Regions from separate parts of the Mus musculus genome. Here regions 1, 2 and 3 are each linked to region 4. A link is a contact called in public HiCAR-type and promoter capture Hi-C data. All regions are on one chromosome and are shown on one strand. Each heading gives the region's core, a stretch centred on a gene start, on an enhancer-like site or on the middle of the called end of the contact. The rest is flanking DNA. Distances are from core to core; before and after follow the strand shown.

What was found. Promoter capture Hi-C pulls out the DNA fragments that hold promoters and counts their contacts. HiCAR-type assays count read pairs that join an accessible place to other places.
Region 1: a contact with region 4 is called in a promoter capture Hi-C map of pre-B cells. The contact joins the promoter of Grhl1 here to the promoter of Cmpk2 in region 4. A contact is called at or near these places in 4 of 39 promoter capture datasets (liver, neutrophils and pre-B cells), 1 of 484 Hi-C or Micro-C datasets (CD4 T cells) and 2 of 9 other capture datasets (adipose tissue and liver).
Region 2: a HiCAR-type map of astrocytes shows a contact between it and region 4, with 5 times the contacts expected there. The contact joins the enhancer-like site here to the promoter of Cmpk2 in region 4. A contact is called at or near these places in 9 of 39 promoter capture datasets (the 3T3-L1 cell line, the HPC-7 cell line, HPC-7-derived erythroid cells and 6 more), 1 of 484 Hi-C or Micro-C datasets (bone marrow-derived macrophages), 2 of 115 datasets of contacts at active chromatin or transcription factors (astrocytes and memory CD8 T cells) and 2 of 9 other capture datasets (adipose tissue and liver).
Region 3: a contact with region 4 is called in a promoter capture Hi-C map of hippocampal neurons, with 10 times the contacts expected there. The contact joins the enhancer-like site here to the promoter of Cmpk2 in region 4. A contact is called at or near these places in 9 of 39 promoter capture datasets (the 3T3-L1 cell line, the C10 cell line, cranial neural crest and 6 more).

Annotation. Positions count from the first base shown.
Region 1 is chr12:24,570,921-24,573,620 of GRCm38.p6, forward strand. Grhl1 (grainyhead like transcription factor 1) reads left to right here and starts at 1,367. Exons shown (of 16, transcript NM_001161406.1): 1 at 1,367-1,538. The coding sequence starts at 1,519.
Region 2 is chr12:25,033,242-25,035,941 of GRCm38.p6, forward strand. The region is part of intron 22 of Kidins220 (kinase D-interacting substrate 220); the gene reads left to right. Among named protein-coding and RNA genes, the nearest start is that of Gm36236, 59 kb to the left of the region's middle. Within about 2 kb of position 1,305, at least 70 of the 459 cell types and tissues checked have an H3K27ac peak or open chromatin away from gene starts, as enhancers often do. A contact at or near this core is called in adipose tissue and astrocytes, where this site is marked.
Region 3 is chr12:28,323,113-28,325,812 of GRCm38.p6, forward strand. No RefSeq gene overlaps it. Among named protein-coding and RNA genes, the nearest start is that of Gm25564, 26 kb to the right of the region's middle. Within about 2 kb of position 1,404, at least 6 of the 459 cell types and tissues checked have an H3K27ac peak or open chromatin away from gene starts, as enhancers often do.
Region 4 is chr12:26,467,857-26,470,556 of GRCm38.p6, forward strand. Cmpk2 (cytidine monophosphate (UMP-CMP) kinase 2, mitochondrial) reads left to right here and starts at 1,359. Exons shown (of 5, transcript NM_020557.4): 1 at 1,359-2,170. The coding sequence starts at 1,496.

The DNA of each region.
Region 1 (2,700 bases), core at 117-2,616, 1.9 Mb before region 4:
ACCATCTGTCAGAGGTGCTCTCTAACCTGCCCTTTGGGTCTCAGAGAATCCTGTTCGTTTGAACACAGAGGCATCTAGAATTCAAACCCTTCTCAGTGTCCCATCACCCCGGGTCATGCTTCTGGCTACTATTTATCTTTTGCTTGTCTCTTTTGAAATTGCCTCCTGCTGATTCCCTACCATTCAGTGACCAGATTATTTGAAAACACGAGTGAAGTCTGTCTATGCCCTACCGCAAGTCCTTCAAAGCTTCCTCACTTAAGGCCTTACAGAAACCCGCGGGGCTCTACAGTTTGCACCAGTGCCCAGTTACTCTCTGGCCACACTGCTTTCCTAGCTCCTCAGTGGACACACTCGTGTCTCCTCTATCACGGTCTATAGCTGTGCCTTCACCCTTATGCCCACCCCCTCGCCATCTACATCTTTAAACCCAGAGAGCTCCACTCTACTTTCCCCATCCACCTGCAAAGAGTGCCATCTCTCTCCGCACACCAAAGGAGTCACCGTGACTCTCAAAGTAGGACGCTCTAGGAGGCAGGAAAATTTGCCTGCTCTGTCTCTGCCTTGTCCTCTCTGTCTAGGTCCCTGTCTCTACTGTTGTAGGCCTGAGGCTGAGGTTAAAGAAACCGACCCATAGGAAAATGGTTTAAAAAGGGGTTAGGATATGGGAGGAAAAAGTGGAAGCCAATCTGGAGCTGGCCAAACAGAAAGACCACACAGGTAGTAGGTAGGGGTTGAGGATGCTAAAGTCCAAATATAGCGCTGGGCAGATGAAGAGCCAAGCAAGTTCAGATGCCCTCAGGAGGCTGGTGGGGACCTCTGGGGCTTGGGAAGGTGTCTTAGAGTGATGCTTTTGACACTTGATAGGTGCCCAATAAACAGGGACCGCTGGCCGGGGAAACGTGGGTTATTAAGAGGCTGTGCAGATTGGCGACTGTCACATGGTGGGCACTGAGAGATGAACCAGAAGGAAACCTCCAAACCTGCACAGCTGCAAAGAAATTCCCTAGGTATTTCCCAGGCAGAGGCCTTGGGGCCGGAGAACTGACCGCGAGAGAGAACTGGAAGGTGAAACGCGCCCACGCGGGTGTGCGCCGAAGCCTCTCGGCGCCGGCGGCACTACCGGCCGGCGCCACCGGGGCCAGCCGCGCGCAAGCTCCCCAGCGCCGCTGAGCACCGCCGAGCACCGCGTGGCCCCCGCCCTCCGGTCCGCCCCCAGGCTCCTCCCCAGAGCTCCATCTCACCAATCAGGAGGAGCTCCCTCCTCCCAGTTCCAGAAGCTCCGCCTTGGGCCGGAGCTCCGCCAGCCAATGGGAGGCCGAGCCCAGCGCCCAGTGCGCGCAGCCCGCGCCGAGCCGGCTCAGAGCGAGAAAAGCGAACCCAACCCGTCGGGGCCGCCGCTCCGGACCCACCGCCTGCCGCCGCGCGCCGCCCGCCGCCGCCTCCTCCCCCCGGATCGGGTGTACTGTCCCAACCCGAAAGTCCAGTTCTGCGGCCCGGCAGCGGCGAGCGAGCGCGATGACACAGGAGTACGACAAGTGAGTGAGGCGCGGGCGCGAGTCCGGCCAGGGCCCGGGGGCCACCGCACCTGCCGCGGCGACGGCGCGGGTTCCGGGAGCTGGGAGGACAGGCTGGGTGGGGCGAGGCTAGGGGGTGGGGGGGGACACTCGGCCTGTCGTCTAAGGGCTCCCGGGCTCCCGGGCCCCGCGCTCATGGACCGGTGGGGACGGGTGGACCCTGGGCAGCCTCCTGTCACCTGCGGAGCTGCCGGAGCGAGAGATCTAGGGGAAGGTTGAAGTGTCCGCTGCCCGCGCGTTTTCTTCACTCCGGCTGCTGTGTGAGAAATCTGCTGTGGGTGTTCTTGGGCCCTTGCATCACCGATGGTAATTACAGAAGACTATTTTTGCCGTTTGGGAATATCAAGAGGAAGAAACTGCACGCAGGGTGATAAAGTTAGAGACCACTGTCGAATCGGGATTGCTTTTTAGAGTTTGGGACATAAGAAAGCAGCGAGAAATGTTCAGTGATGATGTAAGATGTGATCAGACGTTGGCAGGACTTGTGTGGGGGCAGTTCTCGATTTTACTCGCAACTTTTCTATAAATATGAAGATGTTCTGAAAGATCAAGTCTGTCTTATCTCGGCTCAGTAAATCTGGAGTGAAGAATTGGTTTCATAGTTAACTTGTTAAGGGTGGATTTTTCTCATGCTTGTTTTCTGATGAAGGTTAGCTGAGTGTGGAATCAGTAAGAGATTAATCTTGTCTTGTAGAAAATGAAGTTCAGGTAGTGCTCGGCTTTCCTTTTAGAATCCTGACCTATAACTCTTGAAGGTCTGAGGCTCATTTGAAAACACCCATGAACCTTCAGGGCCGGAGCAACAACTTGCTCTTCTTGAAGAAGTGGGCTGCAATTGTTCATGTGTTTATTTCTCTACTTACTGACTAGGCAAAAGTCCCAGTGCCAGCCTCTTGGCCTTAGGCATACTTTGGAAATATAAAATGCCTTCAGGGTAATTGCAGACATAAAGCCACTTGGAAAATATTTATTTTCTGATGCTTGTACCAATGTTGGATGGGATGGGAGAAGGGAAGCTTGAAAAACTAGCATTACGACTGTTGAGCGAGCCAACTGCTGTCAGAGTCTTCTGGAAGTGGCTATTAGACTATTAATAATAGCTCAGCAGTACACCAGAGACTCT
Region 2 (2,700 bases), core at 55-2,554, 1.4 Mb before region 4:
TTTCTGACTCTGGCATTACAGTGGGTGGCTTTTGTTGTTTTTTCCTTCATTGCTAGTGATTGAACCTAGGGCTTTGTGGGTGCTAAGCAAGCACCCTTTCATGAAGGTACATCCCCAGCACTGAGTGGGCCTTTCTGTCTGTATTATTGTGAGGGTCGTCTGGAAGTTAAGTTTGTCTCAAGTGTAATACAGTTCCAAGGCAGATGAGAGCTTATAAAGATGTTTGGATTGCCTAGCATTCGTGAAACCCTGGGCTTGATCATCAGTGAGTGAAAATTGGGAGGTGGAGTGGGGTGGGGGGGTAAATCTTAATTTTAATTCTTTATTGGATAATCACATTATTAGATGACCAACTTCAGAAAAAATATAATGTCCGTTTCATAAGTTATACATTATGGACCTTTAAGATATAAAATTTTCCATTTAATTTTGAGCCTTACTTTGAATAGAATTGACAGGAATGACTTATGTAAATTCTGCCAAGTAATTTATTTGTGTCTTCTATAATAAAGCACTGTCATTTATCATCAAAATGCTTTAACTTACATGGATGTTGGCATTAACAAGTGCTGTTCGATCAGTGGCATCAAAAGAAACTACACTCAAGCTTCCTGGGAGCTCAGTGATGCCTGTACTGTAAAAATGCTTTCTGTGGGCCATTTAACTGCTGGCAACTTTAGTTCACATGATTCCTAGTGCTGAAAATTTAAATTTGCTCTTAATTGAAAAGTGAAGTTATTTAAATTCTTTAAATGCTAACCTTTGGAAAAAATATCTGAAAAATAAAAGCCCATATGATTTTGATGGCCCACTGCCAAAAGATTATCATTTACATAAACGTCTCTTTTAACAGAAGGGCTTAATGCATTGAGCTCAAAAGGTTAGAATAGAGACTCCAATCTGGAGAGCAGCAGTAGACGTTTGGCTTGTGAACAGCCGCATTGTTCGCCACGCTGAGAACACTGTTCGCATTCAGGCTGAAAGCAACGCTGGCATTAGGATTCGGTTAATTTGTTTCATGTGACTTGTCAGCTGTGTGTTTTTATCTAAATCTTCCTAGCCTCTTCTTTTTGTGTGTTACACTTCTGAGAAATGAACTGCCTTTTTAACTGTTTCATTTCTAGTGTTTTTTCTACGTTTGCAAATGATACCATGTGATCGTTTTCCAGGTTTTCATTACTCATTAAATGTACTTAATAATCAGTGAGGATGCTGTTTTACTTTATTGAAAGCAATGGTATCTTAAAGAGCTTTGTGCTGTGTGCATGTTTGAGTCTGTAGCAGGAGTCTGTGAGACTCACACAGAACTGCTCGCCCTGTTTTCTCACGAGCACCCATTCTTTCCTTGTTTGCTAATTTTGTTCTCTGGATCTTCCCTCAGATGACTTTTAATATCTGGCTACCAGCCAAGTACTGGGTCTCAGCAATAAAGTGCTGATCCCAAAGAAAAGATGCAGCTGTTGCTAATCTTAGGGTTCCATCTCACTTGGGAAGAGCAGGCAAATGTTCTTTCCCCTAAAATGGAGCCCTAGTGCCACCCAGGAGCACAGGCTCTTGAGTAACTGGCCAGTGCTGTGAGGAGAGCTTCTAGAGATGCTGTTACCATAGGAAACGTGTGCGGAGGCTGTGCGGTCTCATGGCTGGCGTTTGCCTAGGTCTGCAGAGCTGTCCTCCCAGTCAGAGAGGTGGCCATGCCACCACTAGGCAGGTTTCCTCCAGGTTCATCGTGGTCCTGTTACTCTCCTCCTCACCTCCCCAAGTTCCCTGGGAACTGTGATCTGCTTCCTTCACACTGGCCAGATTCCTTACTTAATATAGCTGATTATGAGGTTTGCCCCTGTCAAGTTCAACACAGTCTACTCCCTTTTCCTGTTCAGTTGTATTCTGTGATATCAGCCTCCATCCACTCTGTACCCATCACTTAGTGGACACTGGCCCTTCTCCCAATTCTCCTGTCCACCTGTTTGAGCATCTCCGTTGTGGTTTTCATTGCTTTATCTCTGGAGCATTCGCTCACACATCTCAGATCAGCTTACTTACTCCCTGGTGGTTAGTAGGGAGAACCCAGAAGAACTGGAACATTCTGGCCATTTGTTTACTTTCAAGACAATTTCATATTGATCATTGTAACATTGTCTAGTAAGTGTTTTTAATGACTAAAATTCACTTATTTTTACATTTGAGAATTTCTGATTGATTCAAAATTATTTATGGTTTGAACTCATATAAATATGAGTTTATATATATACACACACACACATACATACATACATACACATACATACAATAAAAGAGTACAAATATATTACTATATTTGATTGACTAAATCTTATCCTTTCCAGGCTACCTTCTGTGTTTTATCATATCTATTATACAATAAGCATATATTAGTTTTACAATAGAAAATAGCCTTTTATAAAGGAAAAAAAACCTGTGCTGACACTTTTTTAGTTTGTGTGATTTATTTAAAAAGCTTTTTCCCTGGGGGAGGGGGGGGGAAGAGCCACGGTGTCACATTGAAAAATCCCAGGTTGGGCCCCCAATGGAGGAGCTAGAGAAAATACCCAAGGAGCTAAAGGGATCTGCAACCCCATAGGTGGAACAACATTATGAACTAACCAGTACCCCGGAGCTCTTGACTCTAGCTGCATATGTATCAAAAGATGGCCTAGTCGGCCATCACTGGAAAGAGAGGCCCAT
Region 3 (2,700 bases), core at 154-2,653, 1.9 Mb after region 4:
CTACCCATGAGTGACACTGTCCACAGAAGGCTAAGGCTTCCCACATCAGTCACCAATCAAAAAAATAAAAAATAAAAAATAAAAAAATAAAAGCACCATAGGCCAATCTAGTGAGAGCATTTTCCTTACTGCAGTTCCCCTTTTCCAAATGACTTTGACTTGTGTCAAGTTGACATAAAACATACCCAACACCCCTATTAAATGGAGAGGAGAAAATGGAGAGGAAAAAGATTGTTTATATATGTCAGGAAAGCTGGCATTTAGTAAAGTATCAGCATTTTAATTAGAATATTTAATATCCAGGGGACAAATGAAGGCAGTTTAGATTTCGATTAAGTTGATAGACAGTGGTGGAGACACAACAACAAGAGATAGCCCTAAGTTCATCTGAATATATGAATTTTAATCTTCCTGATCAAGTTTGATGATCAAGAACTGAGTTTAGAATGTCTATAGTAGGTGTTTAAGGAAAAACAAAAAGGACTTATCTTACCCACATTTTCTTATTTTTCTGACACAATAATGCATGCTAAATGTTTTTGAGAAACTTTTGTTTGTAAGTTAGGAAATCACAGATTCAAACACAATTCATACGTTAAAATAATCCTGGGGGTTATAGGTCCACCTTCGAGAGCTCTGAATTTCTGAATCCTTTAAGGGCATTTTCTTTGACCACCAGAGCAGGCAAAGCTTGCTTTGACACAAGCCCCTGCCAAAGGAATTTCAGCAGGACAATGCTTTGTCTCTTTGATTGACAGGTTTGGGCTGCCTGTGGCTGACTGCTTGCACACATTTACCTTGTTTATGTTACAAGAAAGCAAGCAGCCACACATCCTTCTGTGGAGACATCAATAGTGTCTGCATTTTCTGGTATGTCCCCTACCAGGGCATCTTCACAAAGATGGGCATGTAGCCACAGGACCCTGAGTGGCTGAGAGGAGGCAGAATTAAATGAGGCCCTCACAGGATCTTGTGGGGCTTCCATTCTGTCTCAGTGGCATTGTATTCAGTTGGGGAGCTATTGTGACATTGCCTCTCCACCCAAACTTCTCATCAGTTGTAGGTTGTATCAGAGCACTGCAGAGCACAGATGTGCTGGGAGATTCAGCTTGGAGGAATTGGCCATGAATGCTAGAACTATGTCAGGCTGCTCTAGACACAGACCTCTTCCTTAGAGCCAGTTCATACACACAAACCACATTCCTTGAAAAGCAATTTTCCTCACTCCTCTACCCACCCCTGGCTATGAAGAGTGGGAGGGAGTAACATCTTTTCTGCACACCTACCTGGTAACCCATCACAGAAATGTTTCCCATCTGCTTCAGTTGCAGTCTGATGGGTAGGTGATTGTTGCCACCCCGCCCTGGCAGAGAACTACCCTTCAGCTGGTGGAGAGGAAGGCCCCTGGCCTAGGACATGAAGATCAGTGTGAGAAAGGAAAGACCTGAGGAGAGTTTCCTGTGACCAGGCTGTGTTCTGTCTCACCTGTGCACTATGAGTTGCGTCCTAGCTGCACACCCTTCCTGAGGGAGATCTGATGACACAAACACACTCATCACTGGAAGAGCTCCCATGTCAAGGCCACAGATCAAAATGACCTCACAGATATCTAGAATAGTCAACACAATTGATATAAAATGCACTTTTATCTGAGCAGCACAAGAAACCATTTCTAATAACAGAATATACTTTAGATCATAATGCAAGTCTTAATAAGTACAAACAAATCAAAATCATATTGTGTATCTTACCCAAATGTAGAGGAATGAAACTATGAATCAGTAACAAAAGACACTACACAAATACTTGGAGGCTGAGCAAAATATTTGTGAATGAAGAGAAACACAGAAGAGATTTTTGAATCCCTTAGGATGGGATAAAAATGAAGTACAGATTTGCCAGCATCCTTTGAATACAGTGGAAGCAGCTGCAAAGTTTACAGCATGGATGTTGATAATTAAAAAGCACATCCTGAACTCTATAGAAGATTCAAGATGGCAGCAGCTGCTGCTGGTACCCCAGGGAACCCAGAGCAGCTTGGAAGGTATAGGAGCGGCATGGGAGCCCGGCTACAGTGGACAAACAACATGTTATTATTGAATAGGGCTAGTCCTTGGTCTGCTGGCCAGCCCAAAGAACAGGGGCACTACTGCTGCAGCTTGCACAGAGGCAGGAGTGGGCAGAGGCCATGTGGATGTCTCTGTGTGGTACATGCACCCACCTGAAGCCATGTTGATTGATGTTCATGGCCCATGCTGCTGCCATCAGAGGTTATGTTCAGGTCTTTGTTCTGTGCTGCCACTGGAGCTTGTGCATATGTCCTTAGTTGTGCACCCACCTGAAGCCATGTTGATGTCTGTGGTCTGTGTTACCATGGAAGGCCATGTGATGTCTGAGTTCAGTGCTTTTACCTGAAGCTATGTTGATATCAAGGACCACATTGATGTATGTGGCCTGTGCTGCCACCAAAGGCCATGATGATGTCTCTGGTCAGTGATACAGCCAAGGGCCGAGGGCCATGTTGATATTCATGGTCTGCTGCTACCGGAAGTCACACAGATGACTATGGTTCATGCTGACATCACACACCATGTAGATGTTCATGATCCATGCTGCTGCTGGCTGTTATGGGCAAGGGAGTTTATTTTGCAGTGGTAGTGGATGACTTCAGGATCACAGTTGAGAATAAGAGACACTGAA
Region 4 (2,700 bases), core at 109-2,608:
AGAATGGGAGTGAGTGGGTTGTGGAGCAGAGGGAGGGGGAGGGGATAGGGGATTTTCAGAGGGGAAACTAGGAAAGGGGACAACATTTGAAATGTAAATAAAGAAAATAATTTAAAAAAAAAGAATATCCTAAAAACAAACAAAAAATTGTCTTGCAGGGTTACTTTCATTTCTGTGTCTCTCTGTGTGTGATTGTGTGTGTGTGACCAAAAATATTTATTTCCAACAATTATAATCTGAGACTCTAGCAGGTCTGCCAGGCAGTAATTTCACAGAGGTCCCTGTAGCAAACTGCCGGAGGTGTTGTGTTCCTTGGACAGCTCACTCCAGGGTCAGTTGTGCATTGCATCTTTTTGCTCTACCAACACAACTGACAGTCTGCTCACCCTGGCCTTACACCTTCCTTGTGTGGGGATAAATCTTAAGCTGGGAGCCTCACTGAAACACCTATCTTTACTGTGAACCAGCAAGGTTGAGACGGTCTTAAGACTTCTAAAACATAGCCAACACACACACACACACACACACACACACACACACACACACACACACACACACACACAGAGAGAGAGAGAGAGAGAGAGAGGGAGAGAGAGAGAGAGAGAGAGAGAGAGACAGAGACAGAAACAGAGACAGAAACACACACACACAGAGAGACAGAGATAGAGAGACAGAGAGACAGAGAGAGACACACACAGAGAGAAACAAAAAATTCAAAACAAACACAGGACATTGATGCAGGAAATTTTGATTGGCAATTACTTAATGTGACAACCTGGCCACATATTCCAGTTTGCATCCCACGTGAGCAAAGGGCACCCTGGAGGAGTCCCTCATTTGCAAAGTTGAAAAGCTGCCCAAATACGCTTCAGGCCTGAAGTTACTGCAAGGTAAATTGAGGCCAGGTACCTGAAGGAGGTCAGGTGCCTGTGGACAGGTGGGTCATGAAGCGCTCTCTCTCTCTCTCTCTCTCTCTCTCTCTCTCTCTCTCTCTCTCTCTCTGTGTGTGTGTGTGTGTGTGTGTGTGTGTGTGTGTGTGTGTGTGTGTTGGGGGGCGGGGGTGGTGGTGGTGGTGGCGGCGTGTTTTCTTGATGTGATCCCTTTGCGCCTCTGTCTCCAGCTCCCCAAGTCCTCATACAACATAAGTAAGTATCCTAGAGTTCCAAAACTGGAGCTAGGATCACCTGCCACTACAGAACCAAGCCAGACAAAGCTGATTCCTCAGGAGAGCCTGGAATTCTCAAGAGCAGGCGTTGCCAGGGGACCACACCAGTGTTAGCAACCCGCCAGAGCCCCAGGGCCAGAATTTCCTAACCGCTGCCGACAGTTAAAGGCGCGGCTGTGGTGGGAGGAGAAGCCCAAGCCCGGGAGTAGCTCGGCCACACTGGAGGTCTCAGCCACAGCTGCCTTCACTTTCGTTTCCCGGGGATCCTGGGTCTGTGGTCACCGCGGTTTCGTTTCCGAGGCGTGGCGGAGGGCGCGGCCCGGGACACCCATGGCCCTAATAAGCCGCCCTCGAGCCCCACTGTGGCTCGGGCGTCTGTCGCGGAGGCTGTGCGGGCGACACCAGGCCTGCATGGGGACCATGGCTCGGCCGCGGCGCTTCACTGTGGAGCTGCCAGATTGCTCCCTGACTCACTTCGTCCTGGGGGATGCAACAGACCACAGGGATGCACGCCTGGCAGAGCTGCTCGGCCCCCCAGGGCGCAGCTACGCGCTGTGTGTGCCCCTGGCTCCAGGCGAAGGCTGCGGGCCCCGGGTGCAGGCGGCCCGGGTGCACCATCGCCTGCTGCAGCAGCTGCGCCGGGGTCCTTTACAGAGATGCCAACTGAGCAAGCTTCTGGGCTATGGTCCGGGCGATCAGGCCGGCGAAGCCCAGCATGGCTTCCTGCTGCGGGACCCTTGCGACCACCCGGACACTCGGCGCGACTTGCTCCAGCTTCTGGGCTCCTGCCAGGAGGCGGCGCGCCCGCAGTTGGCCGAGTTCCAGGCCGACTCCCAGGGTTTGCTGTGGCAGCGTCTGTGGGAGTTGCAGGGAGACAGGCAGGTGCAGGTGGACTGCGCATGCGTCCTGCCGGCACAGGAACCTCATCTGCACCCATTGCTGCCAGATCTGCTTAACTCTGCGGTGTTCCAAGACCGGGACGCGGCAAGGGCTGTCTTGGAAGAGGTAAGAGTTCTTTCCCTTGGGGACTGAGTGGAGCTGGGGACTCAGCACTTTGGTTGGCCAATCAAGTGCTTTCGGCTTGGTTTGTTTATTCTTATTCACGAGCCAGGTGGTGTAGGCAACACAGGTAGGCTCTGTGTTAGACACGGATGCTGCCTTCAATATTTCGTGTGTAGGTTTCTGTCAACTTAGTGGCTCGTGCATCCAACACCTACCTGGCTGAGCAATGCTTTCTGCTAATACATTCATTCTCAAAAGCCTGCAGGGGGAGTAGAGTCCCCTGGAAATCAGGAGAAGGAAGTCAGCTAGATAAAGGGATAATTTGCTGGGCATTTGCTACCAATCTGGGATCTTGTGGTGCAGGAGATGCTATGTGCATCGGAGAGTGTAAGAGCATGTAAGTATTCAACTGGTTTGTGGGCCATATGCGGTCACTCAACTGCTCAAGAGTTTTTTGTTTTTGTTTTTTGTTTTTTTTTTTTTTTGCTTTTATCCCCCCATATCCCCAACACACACACCCCTGTCATCTGTAA